Linked DNA regions of Mus musculus: region 2 is linked to region 1. The links are chromatin contacts, called in public HiChIP or PLAC-seq maps. All regions are on one chromosome and are shown on one strand. Each heading gives the region's core, a stretch centred on a gene start, on an enhancer-like site or on the middle of the called end of the contact. The rest is flanking DNA. Distances are from core to core; before and after follow the strand shown.

Region 1 (6,909 bases), core at 1,470-3,969:
TCAATAGGATTCCAGGTCAGTGTCAAATAGTCGTTGACAGTTCTTCTTTAAATTGTTTACTCCGTCTTTCTTTGTAGATTGCAAATGGGTGTGGAGGTCAGGGCAGCTTGTGGAAATCATTCTTTTCCTTCACCACACTGGTGCAAGGGCTCAAAAGCATCTGTCCGCCTGGGTGGCAAGGGCGTTTATCTGTCCATTCATCTCAATGGCCCCATTGCTCAGAACTCTGAGTTCTGAGAACTGATTCATTTAAATTACTTGAAAAAAAAATTTTAGGTCCCTGAAAATGACGAGTGTGGATGCTTTTACTGACAGTTTTGTGCTACCCCAGTAGTCTTATAAATATCCAAGAAGCAGTGACCTAAAGAATATCTTGGGGACTAGACAAGCTGCCGCATTAGATGAGTATTGGGTTTCCAGCACGGCTGTGGAATTAACACTGGTCATATAGTACTGGATAAGGACTGAAGCCCTCAAAGCTGGGAGATGGATTTAAAAAAAAAAAAAAGGCATTCTAGAACATATAAAATTAATTGTTGACCAGATTTCATGCAACATTGTGGGCGGGGCTGTTTTCTAGCACCCTGGAAATCTCTTTAGATGTTCACAAAGGCAGCGCTCTGATTCACTCTGGTACTCATGTCTCAGTTAATCTCTGTTGAACAAACCTAGCCCCAAGATTTTGTCGCCTAGAGGGGAGGGTAGCAGAGTAGAGATGGACACACAGGGGGTGCTTACAGCTGGAGACGTCCCAGTAGGATCCTCACCTTTCAGATTACCCTATTTATTTGGGGGGGGGGCGGGGTTTTAAGACAGGGTTTCTCTGTATAGCCCTGGCTATCCTGGAACTCACTTTGTAGACCAGGCTGGTCTCGAACTCAGAAATCCACCTGCCTCTGCCTCCCGAGTGCTGGGATTAAAGGGGTGCGCCACCACGCCCAGCTCCATCATTTCTTATTTGCAGTTCCTGTTTACAGCCTTGTGCTTCCGCTTCACCTCAGGGAAAGTCTTTTTGATGGTTTATGGTGATGTGGAAATGAGGCCAGGGTATGCAGTTGATAGTACAACACAAACAATAGCAGAGGCCACGAGCAGAACATTTCCATGTGTTCCAAACAGAAATTGGTCGGACTGGCTTTGTGGAGCTCCTTCCATGTATTGAACTCACATCACTAGGCTTCTGTTATCAGGCAGTGGGCACCTATATTTGCTGGGCTGCTTTCCAAAGTCTGCTTCCCATACGTTGCGAGGGCTACAATGGGAATGTCCCAGTGTACTGGTTTCCAGTATTGCACCGTGTGGCTTGTGGGTGTCAGTTGAAGGTAAGAATGGCCCTATGCTTGCCATTCTGGAATAGCTGCAGGTTCTTTCGGAGTGGCAGCCTTGTCTTTGGCTTGCCTTTGAGTGCTGTTGGAAGCTATCTTCATATCCGAAAGTGGACTCAAAGCAGTTAGACATATTTAGATCTCTGATAGTCCAGCATTTCTAATATCTGAACTAGAAGAGTAATCACAGAACTCGCCCGTGAGGCAGAAAGTGGACGGACCTGGTGGCTGGGAACAGATATATAGGCTGTCCCATGAGAGTTTCAGAGATGCCACCAAGATCACAAAGATGTCAGGTCACAAAGATTCCCAGGAGGGAATTCCAGGAGGAGGAGTAAGTGACATTCATTATGGTACCTTAGTAGCTCTGTTCCACCCATTTCTTTTTAAAAAAAAAACTGTATTGTGTGTCAGCTTATGATGATGTATGTATGGAGGCCCATGATGTATGTATGGAGATCAGAACATAGCTTTGTGGAGCTCGTTCCATGTATTGAACTCACTTCACTGGGCTTCAGTTATCAGGCAGTGGGCACCTATACTTGCTGGGCTGACCTGCCAGTCCGACCAATTTCTGTTTGGAACACATGGAAATATTCTGCTCGTGGCCTCTGGTATTGTTTTTGTTGTACAGTTTGTACAAGATGTTAGGTTTGTCTTCCTTATCTCCGCGTGCTTGAGAATGGAGCCTTGGTCCCAGGTTAAGCTGGAATCTGGCCCTAGACTGAAGTAGTCTGAAGTTTCGACTGTTTCTGTTACTGCAGGAAAAAGAAAGAATTAACTTTCTTCTTTGCTGCCTATCAGAAAGAAATCTTCTCCCAGAAAGGACAAAGGATTAGGGAAAATGAGGAGGATTGTGGAAGTAAGCTGTCTGACCTGGAAATGAGACTAACAAGGACGTGTGTGTGTGTGTGTGTGTGTGTGTGTGTGTGTGTGTGTGTTTGTATGTGTGTGTGTGTACATGTGTTGGAAGGCAGCAAGCATATAAGGCATTCTGTATGTGTGTGAAATAAGGTTAGCAAGGACGTGTGTGTGTGTGTCTGTGCGTATGTGTGTGTGTGTCTGTGCATGCATGTGTGTGTGTGTCTATGCATGTGTGTGTGTGTGTCTGTGCGTGTGTGTGTGTGTGTGTGTCAGAAGACTGCAAACACATGAAGCTTGTCAGGTGTCAGGGTCACTGTGTTAACTAGAGTCATAAGGTATCCTTTTTGGAATTAAATACCACCAGTCCCTACAGACTACTGTGCCAGCTTCCTTGTGTCCCCACCACTAACAGGCCTTCGTCTGGCTCCTCTTCTCTAAACCAGACAGTAGACATGGGGAATGTCTCATCAGTGGACATTCTCAGGGTCTGGGAGTGCAGCCAGCAACTGGGCCAAGACACTGTGCATTGCATAATCACTGTGACAATAAGAGAGATAGAGCATGTCCTTCTGTCATGTGTCACTTCCCCATCACTGTGGTGTGTGCCCTGACCTCATGCTTCACTCTTGCGAGAGAGACTTTGAGGATCAAGAGACAGGAGCCAAGCTGTCCAATTCCATACGAGATTCCTATTCCCTGTCTGTCTCTCTCACTCACGATCCACCCCTTATCTCTACGCCAGCCTCCACAGTGGACAAAATGCCATCAAACCGGTTATGATTCTGAAAGGAGATATTGGAAGCCAGGAAGTGGGTCTATCAGGAATTTCACAGGAAATGACTGACTTAAGCGGTAGCAGGTCACTGTCATCTAACCGCACAAAGCTGGCCCAGTCACCACTATCCACACAGTGAGCACTCATTAGGGAGAAGGATTTTTTGTTTTGTCTCTATGCATTTGTAGGATGCTTTCAGTAATAAATACAGAAACCTCTTCCTCTCTCTGTCCCCCCTCCCCCTCTCTCCTCCCTCTCCCCCCTCTACCTTTCCTCCCTCCCCCTCTCTCTCCCTCTCCCCCTTCCCCACCCCTCTGTTTTTATTTAGAGACGATTTTATTTAGTCCAAGATGGCCTGAGGACGACCTTGGAGTTTAGGTTCTTTTTCCTCCACCTCAGAGGCTGGGGCTGCAGGCTTCTGATTTTCTGCCTGCTTCAGGAGGTGCCAGGGCTTTGTGCATGTTGGAAAGGCACTCCGACCAACTGGACTACATCCTGGCTCCAGGAGATCTTTGTAAAGAGGAGAGAAAAGAAGGTGGCTCGAGGCCACCGCTCTCACCTAGCATGGCAAAGAAATCTTTACAAGTAATGAGTTCCCTTCCTTTATATCTCTTTGTCGGAGTGCTTGAGCCTCTGCGCCTGGCTTTAGTTCTCTTTTTCTACCCTCTGTGTTCCTGGGGGTGGGGGTGGGGTGGGGTGGGGTGGGGGAGGATGGGACAGAAGTTGTCAGTCTTGACTGGCAGCTAGTTCCTTCACCTGCCAAGCAGTCTCACTGGCCTGAGCTAGATTGACTCCATGTTTTCAGGCGTCAACAGTCTCTTCAGTTCTTCATTGTGCCAAAGCACTGTTCTATGAGCTGAGGATGCAGCCGGAAGTCAGAAGACTCAGCTCCGTAGTATTCACGTCTGCAGAGCTGACGGGTGAACAGTGTCTGTGGTTTTCTTATGAAGCTCGTGTCATTTCCCACCTCAGCCCCTCACACTGTTTGGCTTTGCTGCGGTTTTTTTTTTTTTTTTTTTTTTTTTGGTGCGGGAGGAAGCTTGGGGCTGGTTTGTTTGTTTGTTTGTTTGTTTTTCCTTTAATATCTGATTTTGATTTTTAAGATATTGGGCTCGAGAGATGGCTCCGTGGTTAAAAACACTGGCTGCATGTTCAAAGGTTAGTTTCCAGACCCCACATGGCGGCTCACAGCCATCCATTACTGCAGTTTCATGGGATCAGATGATCTCTTCCAGGGTGTAAATAGATGTACATATAGATAATATCCATATACATAAAATAAGTAAGTCTTTAAAATACATTTTTATAGTTGCCTTTAAGAAATAGGAGGGACTGGTTGTTAGCATTCTGTCAAAACTCCACCCCACGGTTACCCGGCAATAGCCAGGTAAGCCTGGCCCACTATAAGAGGGGCTGCTTGCCCCTCCTCTCTCTTTACCTCTTACTCTTGCTTCCCTCTTGCTTCTCTCTTCTACTCTTGGGCTCTTCCCTTTCCCCCTCCCTTTCCTATTCCCTTCCCCCCCCCCCCCTCTCTACGTGGTCATGGCTGACCTCTACTTCTCCACTCTCTCTTTCGGCATTTCTCTGCCTCTATTACGCTCTTAACTCCCCTCCCCATGCCCTGAATAAACTCTGTTCTATACTATACCGTCCTCAGGGTCCCTCAGGGTAAAGGGATGCCTTGGCATGGGCCCCCTGAGACACCCCCTTCCCCCACACCTCACCACACCCTCATAGATCATATCTTATATCTCTTTATCTTTTTATAAACACATCACTGGTAGTGTATCTCAGGGACCAGAGAACATGCTCATCATACGCAAAGCCTGCACTTCAACTCTCAGCACAAGAACTTAACTTAAAAAACACAAAGGAAAAACTATTCAAAGATTTGGCATTGTGAAGATTGTGTTCCGTCAGCTACAGAACCTAGTGCTACCTTGCAATTCCTTCCACGGGTGTTTAATTATTTTTATTTTTTTGGACTAATACTGCTAACAAAATACCATATAGGAAACACTACAAATAAATGTTTTATAAGCTCACTACAAATATAGCCAGTTTAAAAAAAAAAAAAAAAACTAAAACCAGTAAAACAGTCCTTGTTAAAACAAGGCCCCATGCTGTCTTTTGGGAACAAAATTCTCCATAATGTAGTCATTACTTAAATAGGTGGTAGGCAGAAGGCAGACGTGTGGGTAGCTATTTTAAATTCAAGAGCCAATTACTTATTTTAAAGCCTTTAAAAATCTCTGTGTACAGAGTGCTGGGAGGCTGGGTGACAGAGGAACTTTCATCTCAGTGTGCAATGGTGGTAGGTGTGAAATGTGGTCAGGTGGCCTTGTGAATACCTTCCACAGCTGCTTGAAGCTCTTCCGCGGTTTCCCCTTATCTTCAGGATCATGACCCTCACAGTAGCTTGACCTGCACCCCTGACCCCACCCTTCTTCCTAACCCTGTCTCTTTATAAAATGACTCACTTGTTACTCCAAGAACCTCTTGACCTGATGTGTCTGTCTTCTTTGACTTTTTACCATCTCCTCCGCACTTGGGCCCCTAAGGGCAAGAACTGCAACACCCGTCTCTGTGTTCCTGTCACTGCCGCACAACAAACACTGAGCCTTGTCACTGTGCTCACAGAAAATTCAGAGGCGATAGAGTTTCAGGAAGGTCAGTTGAAGGTGGGAATAGAAGAAAGCTGTGTCCGTGGAGATCCATTTTCATATGGAAGAGGTGATAAGGAAACACCACTTGGTGATCAGTTCTAATCAGGCAGACAAATTGTATCTATCAATGAGGTAGGGAGAGGGAGGGCGAGGCACACTTAGTAAGCTCCAAAGTTCCAGATGGAATGCAGAGGGGACAGGGGACTTTGTTAGAAAATATGGTTCTCAGGAGCCACCTGAGGCCACGTGGCATTTGATGCCAAGGCCAGGGCATCAGCAGGCCACCCATTCGACACTTCCGCCGACTTTCAGCATCACCAATACCTGTTTTGAGTTTCTCCCACACCCAGCTGTGTCAACCCTACTGGTACTACCATTCTGGGCTGCTCCATGGTTTATGCAGTGGCTGTTCTTGGTTTAATTTGAAAATGTTCTGTAATGCTGACTTAGGAAAGAACCAAGACTGTGTAAGGTTAAGAAAAGACCGGGCCCAAACATTAAATTAATGTTTAAATTAAAAGACAAAACATCCCTCCAGGTGTAGCATTCAATAGCGTAGACGAAGAATGTGCTCTCTACAGAAAGGGTCCAGAGGCCTTTAAGAGGGCGTGGCTTGATCAGTCCCAGTCCTTTTCTGAGTGTGTATTGTATTCTCTGTGCATCCACCCAGATTTAGAATGCAGTTGCTAGAAGACCAAAGGATGCAATCGCTCATGTCCACTGTCCTCATGGCTGAGAATTATAACACCCATGGGCCGAGAGAGATGGACTTTAATCAGCAACTCCAAACACTCAGGTCTGGTTTTTGTGTATAGAAGATCGTTGCTTTCTCAATGTGGAAAGAAAGTCCATACAGCTAAAGGAGAGATTTCATAAAACGTGCTTCCAGGAGTGTCTATCTACTGAATACTTTCAAAATATCATTTTTTTTTCTGCATAGCTAGATAGTATCAAATTTATGTAACAAAAGGAGAACATGATTTCAAAATCTTGCATTGCTGATGTGGACCCGTTTGGCTTGTTCTTCTTCTTTGTTAAGAGGCTGTAGACTCTTGTCTGGCTACAAATCCAAGTTAGGCTCATGAGTCTCATGGGGGCGAAATTTGTATCTGCAATGTTCCCAGGTCTTCCATAATCTAGACTTGAGCGCCTAACGCCATCAAAATGCTGGATGTCAGCAGGGCATGGTGGCGCACGCCTTTAATTCCAGCACTCTCGAGTTCAAGGCCAGCCTGGTCTACAAAGTGAGTTCCAGGACAGCCAGGGCTATACAGAGAAA
Region 2 (6,079 bases), core at 121-2,620, 680 kb after region 1:
TAGGAGAAGAAGAAGAAGAAGAAGAAGAAGAAGAAGAAGAAGAAGAAGAACAACAACAACAACAACAACAACAAAGAAAGAAATGAAGCCCCTTCTTTATCTAAAATGAATTTGATGTTAAACTCATTTATGTCTGATAGTCTATACTCCTGAATTGACATTTAATTCAGCCATTGAACCCTACACCATAGTAGGTTTTAGTACGGTTCCTCTTAATGACGCCCAAACTTTTTTCTATATTGTGGGAGCAAAACAAAAACATGCATAAATATAAACCTGCATATACATTATTGTCATTTTTAAGGTGCTCACCAAAAGCAACAATATTTAGGCAATTCGAATCTTCAGTTACTGGGCAAAAACACTTGATTGGCTTAGCTATTCTTTCTTCACTTCCTTCTGTAAACTTTAGCAGCAGAGTATTTGGAAAAAGATGGAATTGGGCGAGGGGGATGGGGTGAGGAGCACTAACGTTTTTTATGCAAACACGATTTTTTTTTTTTTAATTTCAAGTTAAAAGGTTTCAAACATCAAGGAAGACTGTAACTAGCATAACTGGAGTTAAGATGCTTCTGAGGCTGACCTTGGATTTGAAGGACAGGGAGACGAAGCTGAGTTAGTTTAAGTGCTGGGGAGATTCACAATTTTAGATGAAAAGAGTCCTATCTGGAAGAAGCGCTAGAGCCAGCCTTGGCCAGGAGGATTCATTCGGACACCTACGGGGCCCTGCGTCAATAAGTGGTTTCAGATCCTGCAGCTAAGGGGAGTTCGTATTTTACTGCTGGCCGGCCAGAAGACTGGCTGAAATGACAAAGAGGATCTATTTCTGTTTTAGTAGATTTAGCAAAGGGAGGGGCGTATCCAGGTCACTGGACGCACTCTCAGACAACCCTACAAATGAAATCTTGAGCATTTACACCTTTGCAAAAAGTTGCTCGCAGACGCCCTCACGGAGAGGGAAGGATCTGGAGCAGCGAAGCGCAGGCTCCAAAAATCCTGGCAGCTCCCGGGACCTATACACAGCTCTCTCATCCCCGCCCAGCTCACCGGTTTCAGGTTTCCGGGGGCGCGCAGTCAGGAGGGGGCGAGGGGCTTGGAGTCTGTTCCCTCGGAGCAGCCAATGAGCGGCGAGACCCAGCGGTGGCGCCAGTGACGTAGGTGGCGCTCCCTCCGCCCCACTGCGGGCGGACGCTGGGAGCCGACGACAGCCTGAGCTCCCGGGTGCCTAGGGCGGCGCGCGCGCGCGCGCGAGGAGCGGGGGGGAGGCAGTGCGCGTGCGCAGCCGCTCACCCCCGGGGAGGCGGGGCCGAGGAGCGGACACGCGCATGCGCGCGCCCCGGGGCGGTCGCGGGCGGAGGGGGCGGCTCCTCGAGTGTTGGCTACCCAAAGGCCGAGCGGCAGGCGGGCGGCAGGTGCCGCGGCCGGGCGCCGCTGCCTCGTCGCGCGTCCCCGCGATGAGCCTCGTCTCGCGGCCTGCCCCTGCCGGCTGCCGCTCCGCGCGGGCCTCACGGCGTGACCCGGGCCTCGTGGCGTGGCGGGCCCCCGCGGCGCGACGCGGGCCCTGAGCGGGAGCGGCGGTCCCTCCCGCGGCCCCAGGCCTCGCCCGCCAGCGCTCCTCGATGTCTCCCCGGCGGGGAGGACGCTGCCTGCGACACCCGCCGAGCGGCGCCCCCCGGAGCGCCCCGCTGCCGCCCCGCGGGGACGATGAGGGCGGAGGGCGCCGACCACTCGATGATCAACCTGTCGGTGCAGCAGGTCCTGAGCCTCTGGGCCCATGGCACGGTGCTGAGGAACCTCACGGGTAATGCGCCGGGCGGAGGGAGCGGTGGGGGACCCACTCCACGGGTGTTCGGGGCGTCCGCAAACCCGGCCCGGTGCGGGCCGCTGGAGCACGCGCGAGTCGCGCCAGTGCCCCGACTGGATCACAGTTCATGTTTCTGTCATTAACCCCCCCCCCCCCCCCCGCCTTTCCCCGTGCGCGCGCGCACGCACATACACCGCTTCTTGCAGTTTCGATCTTTTTTAGTCTTTCTTTCCTGGTTTAGCCCTTTTTCTTGCTGACAGATGTCAAACCAATTGCAGTACTCCTATTGCCTGCTCACCGTGATCACGGTGGACCGACCGTTCGTTCCTTTATTTGTTGAGAGAGAGAGAGAGATATGACTAAGTAGATAATAGCGGGGTCAGGGGCTGGACCAAGGTCTAGAGCAGTCGAAACAGTTGTCTTCTCTGCTATTTCCTTTTGTCTGGCTGTCTCCTGGCTTCAAGTTGCTGTATTTGTGAAATTGGAGAATTCTGTGTATTTCCCTTCATTAATCAATGTGATTGGGAATGGGGTTTAGCTACGTTATAGCATCAGGTTGTCAGAGTAAGCATTAGTACACATAATATGATTTCATATGCAGGTTTGCTTGTGAAGAAACTTCTGGTTTTCTCAGTGTGGAAGTGCTTAAACTCTTTTGAGTTCCGAGTTTTAAAAATAGCGTCTAAAGAGTAATATTGACTGGAAAGCAGTAGGGTCAACAGTTTGACTCCGGAGTAGCTGCTTTTGTGAAACCACAACCAAAACCCCAAACAAAAACTCAGTTCTTTAAAATGTCTTAACTCCAATTGAACGTTACTATTTCAAAATCTGTGTGATAGCAAATTAATAGTATGTAGTATACTTATAGGCAAAATCTGGCATGATACAGGGTTCATATGTTCAAGGAGAAAAATATAACGGCATTGCGTACCACCCAGATAAATTTTCAGGTTGCTTAATTCCTTACTTATGAAAACCACACCAGTAAAGGAGACCCTGGAGCCAGCAGAGGCGTCTTCTTAGTTGCATTTTTATAGTTCTGAAAAGTTAAATTTACATAAAGATCATCTCAAGATAGATCCCTTTATTTTACTTATGACCTTGTTCGTATTTGCCCACAGATTCACATTTATAAAGCATGAATTGTTTATTAAAGTACAATGATTAAAAACTTAGTGATATATATTGCCTGTATTAATGACCAGCTTGGCTCACTGAAGCTGTTTCGTATGTAGCTTGATAGTCAAGAGATGCTGTCTGCTGTGCCATGTACTGCTTAGCCTGTACTGCTTAGCCTGTCCAAAATAAGCAAGCAAATTCAGCTCCTAAGAGGAGACAATAAGCTCACCATTTACTGAGTATTACTCCAACTCTGCAAAGCATATACACAAAGCAATTCAGGCAAATTAAACTGCCCTAAGCCAGATAGTGAGCAAGTGGGCCTTCCGAACCAGTCTGCCTCCGAGTGTCTTCCCGTTACCACTGTACAGCTCTTCATTCAGCTTTGCCCTCTGCTCCATCAGACAGGGTGAATTTCTTGCTTCATCCTGCTACTTCTGCTCTTTGTACCTACTTCTGTTTTTAATCACATTATAATTTTTATCTCTTTTAGCTTGAATGTGTTTTGAGAGTAAGGTCTTTGTCTTGCTAAATTATGAGTCCTAGCATAATCTGGCACATAATAAGTGCTGAATCCATGTTTATTAAAGTGAGGTTGTGAAATAATACCTAATGCAGGATTTAAACCTGATGCTGTGTTGTAGTTCACTGGAGTAAACGTGCCCTTAAAGTACAATGGGGTGTTGAAGCAACTTTTGTACACAATCATCTCCCAGACTTGGAAGGCAGGCACGTGCCCACTGAATGCATTTGTATTCTGTGCTGAATTTTGGTTTCCATTTTTCTTTATTTGATATTTTCAACAGTTTTTGAGAGCTTGTTTATATTCACTTTACAGACATTGAAGCAGAGAGCAAGCTTATGTTTGGTAGCTAACATGAAAAAAATCTTTACATTTTCTGTTAATTCAGAAGACATTTGGCATCATAGCAAACTTGCAAGTAAAACAGATACTAAAAAGAAGCATAGTATAAAACAAGGCAGGCTATCTTGGATTATAGCTGAAGGAATTACAGAAGTCTAGGTATTAGGAACCTGGGTTAAATACCAAATCAAAGGGAAATAAACTCTTGCTTCTGTTCTTTGTACACACGAGCAAGTGTGATATTATTCTTTTCTTAGGATTTTACCTAAAAAGCAGGGGGTCTACCTTTGGAAAACAGTCTTATGTATGTGCTCCTTTGATAGGAATAAATGTAAACAGAGGAGAACTGGAAGCAGTAACCTAGAGCAGGCACTAGAGTCTCTGTGTCACTCTTAGCAGCCTGTGGTGAGCGATGTTGATCAGAGGCAGGGCCAGAGCCTGTCCCTGTCCCCACCCTCAGTTCCACGCCCATCCTTTCTGCCCCACATAGCTACTTAAGGCAGACAGGTCTGAGAGGTAGTAAGTCTTATGATACTTAAGATTAGCCTGGCACATATCTGTCCCAGCCTGAGGATATGTAAAGGTATCCCCAGTAGCTGGGCCCCATACATTCCAATATATCCCTCCATCTCTCTCTCTCTCTTCCCCCCCCTTCCCCCCTAACCCCAGGACTGCCTGAAACTACAGATAGCATCTAGTCCTGATTACACACACACCTATGATAGGGTTTAGTTTCTATTAGATGCAGTAAGATGCTTAACAATATCACAATAAAGCCAAAATGTTTTTAACTCTGCAGTGTAATAAAATTCCCTGTATCACAACTGTTGCACTCTGGTGCTATTAAGTAAGTAAATGGGCTATTTGAACACAAGTATCACACTGCTATCTGATAGCTAACAATCTATCTGATAAGTGAGATGAATCCGTATACCCTTGACAGAAATGATTCTTGCTTTGAGTGAGACAGAGTCGAACAGCATAAGATGTCTGAATGGCCAGCAAGTTAAAATGTATGAGTTGTTTGTTCCTAGAATTTTCCATTTACTATTTCTTAAGTGGTTGATGAAGCAGGTAGCCAAAGCCACAGAAACTGGAATCTTGAATGATGGTTGGCTAATTGGTCCAGTAAATAAAAGATGCTAGAAAATGTGAGATACTATTGAGAAAACAATGCTTTCTAACCTTTTGAGTGGCTATCATTCTGTAAAAGCTACCGACCCATGTTCACTGTATTTCCTGTCTTAGGAATCCTCTCAGACATGATCAGCTGTTTGATAGCTCTCTGTTTTAGAGACACTTACAAGGAGTCTGAGAACAGCCATTCTCAGATCCTGTGTCTGCCACTAGAAGACGGCTGTCCACAGTTTCTGTGTGTCTACCCCTTTTACTGGGGTGTAAGTTTTAGGATCCTTCATTTGTTTAGCCCTGAATAGGTTATAGGCCTTTTTAGCCTACTAGAGAGATGAATGGTTTCCTTTCTTCATTCACAAATACCTTTTTCTATGACTGTATTCTAAATTCCCACCCCTCACTCTGAAGTGGGAGTCCATACTATGTCTAACTTTTCAGCTTTGTAAGTTGATTTTTTAAAAATTACTAATTATTAGCTGTATCTTTTTGTTTTATTTTGTTTTTCTTAACTGATTTGGCTCCCAATTTGTATTCTGATCCAAATTTGGTTACTAAGGATTTAGAGAAGAATTTTTCCTTCAGAAAAGGCAGATCCTTAAACTGCTGGGCAAATATAACAGGGTTAGTCTTGGAAAGGGATATTAGGCCCTGGAAGAAAAGTGGGTACTGTCTTAAGTTGTCCACTTTCTATTTGACAGCAGAAAATGTGGGGCAAGCCCACCCCTCTTTTTCTTTATTGGTAATAAGTGTTGAGAGTCTGGGGTCCAATATATGATGAAAGATATATACCATTCATTTTACATATGTATATGTATGTATGTACAGTTGTTCCTCAAATTATGATGGTTATAGTCTGATAAACTCATTGTAAATTTTTTTAAATTATGAACAGAAAAGGTACTTATACAGCTATTTACCAAGACCAACACTTAGCCTGACCTGTCTTAAATGATCTGCTGTAGCCCTGGTTGACCAGAAGTCTTCTTGTTGATCAAGCACACAGTGCAGAACTGAATGGTTGTGTAGGCATAGGCTTACAACATTGCAAAGCTGAAAATGGATAAGTCAAACTACTTGTAATTTGGAGTCTCTATTTCTCTATGTTTTTTACTTTTAGAATATTCATGTACATATTATTATAGTTTATGTTTGGAGCT

Evidence for each region. HiChIP or PLAC-seq counts read pairs in DNA pulled down with a chosen protein or histone mark.
Region 2: an HNF4G HiChIP or PLAC-seq map of pancreatic cancer cells shows a contact between it and region 1. The contact joins the promoter of Tmem170b here to the enhancer-like site in region 1. A contact is called at or near these places in 1 of 39 promoter capture datasets (3T3-L1-derived adipocytes), 2 of 115 datasets of contacts at active chromatin or transcription factors (memory CD8 T cells and pancreatic cancer cells) and 1 of 9 other capture datasets (adipose tissue).

What each region holds. Positions count from the first base shown.
Region 1 is chr13:40,918,787-40,925,695 of GRCm38.p6, forward strand. The region is part of intron 1 of Gcnt2 (glucosaminyl (N-acetyl) transferase 2, I-branching enzyme); the gene reads left to right. Among named protein-coding and RNA genes, the nearest start is that of Gm31683, 4.5 kb to the left of the region's middle. Within about 2 kb of position 2,720, at least 118 of the 459 cell types and tissues checked have an H3K27ac peak or open chromatin away from gene starts, as enhancers often do. A contact at or near this core is called in adipose tissue, memory CD8 T cells and pancreatic cancer cells, where this site is marked.
Region 2 is chr13:41,604,512-41,610,590 of GRCm38.p6, forward strand. It overlaps Tmem170b (transmembrane protein 170B), which reads left to right and starts at 1,371. Exons shown (of 3, transcript NM_001163572.2): 1 at 1,371-1,801. The coding sequence starts at 1,705. Gm32184 (a long non-coding RNA gene) reads right to left here and starts at 1,565. Exons shown (of 3, transcript XR_382252.4): 1 at 1,048-1,565.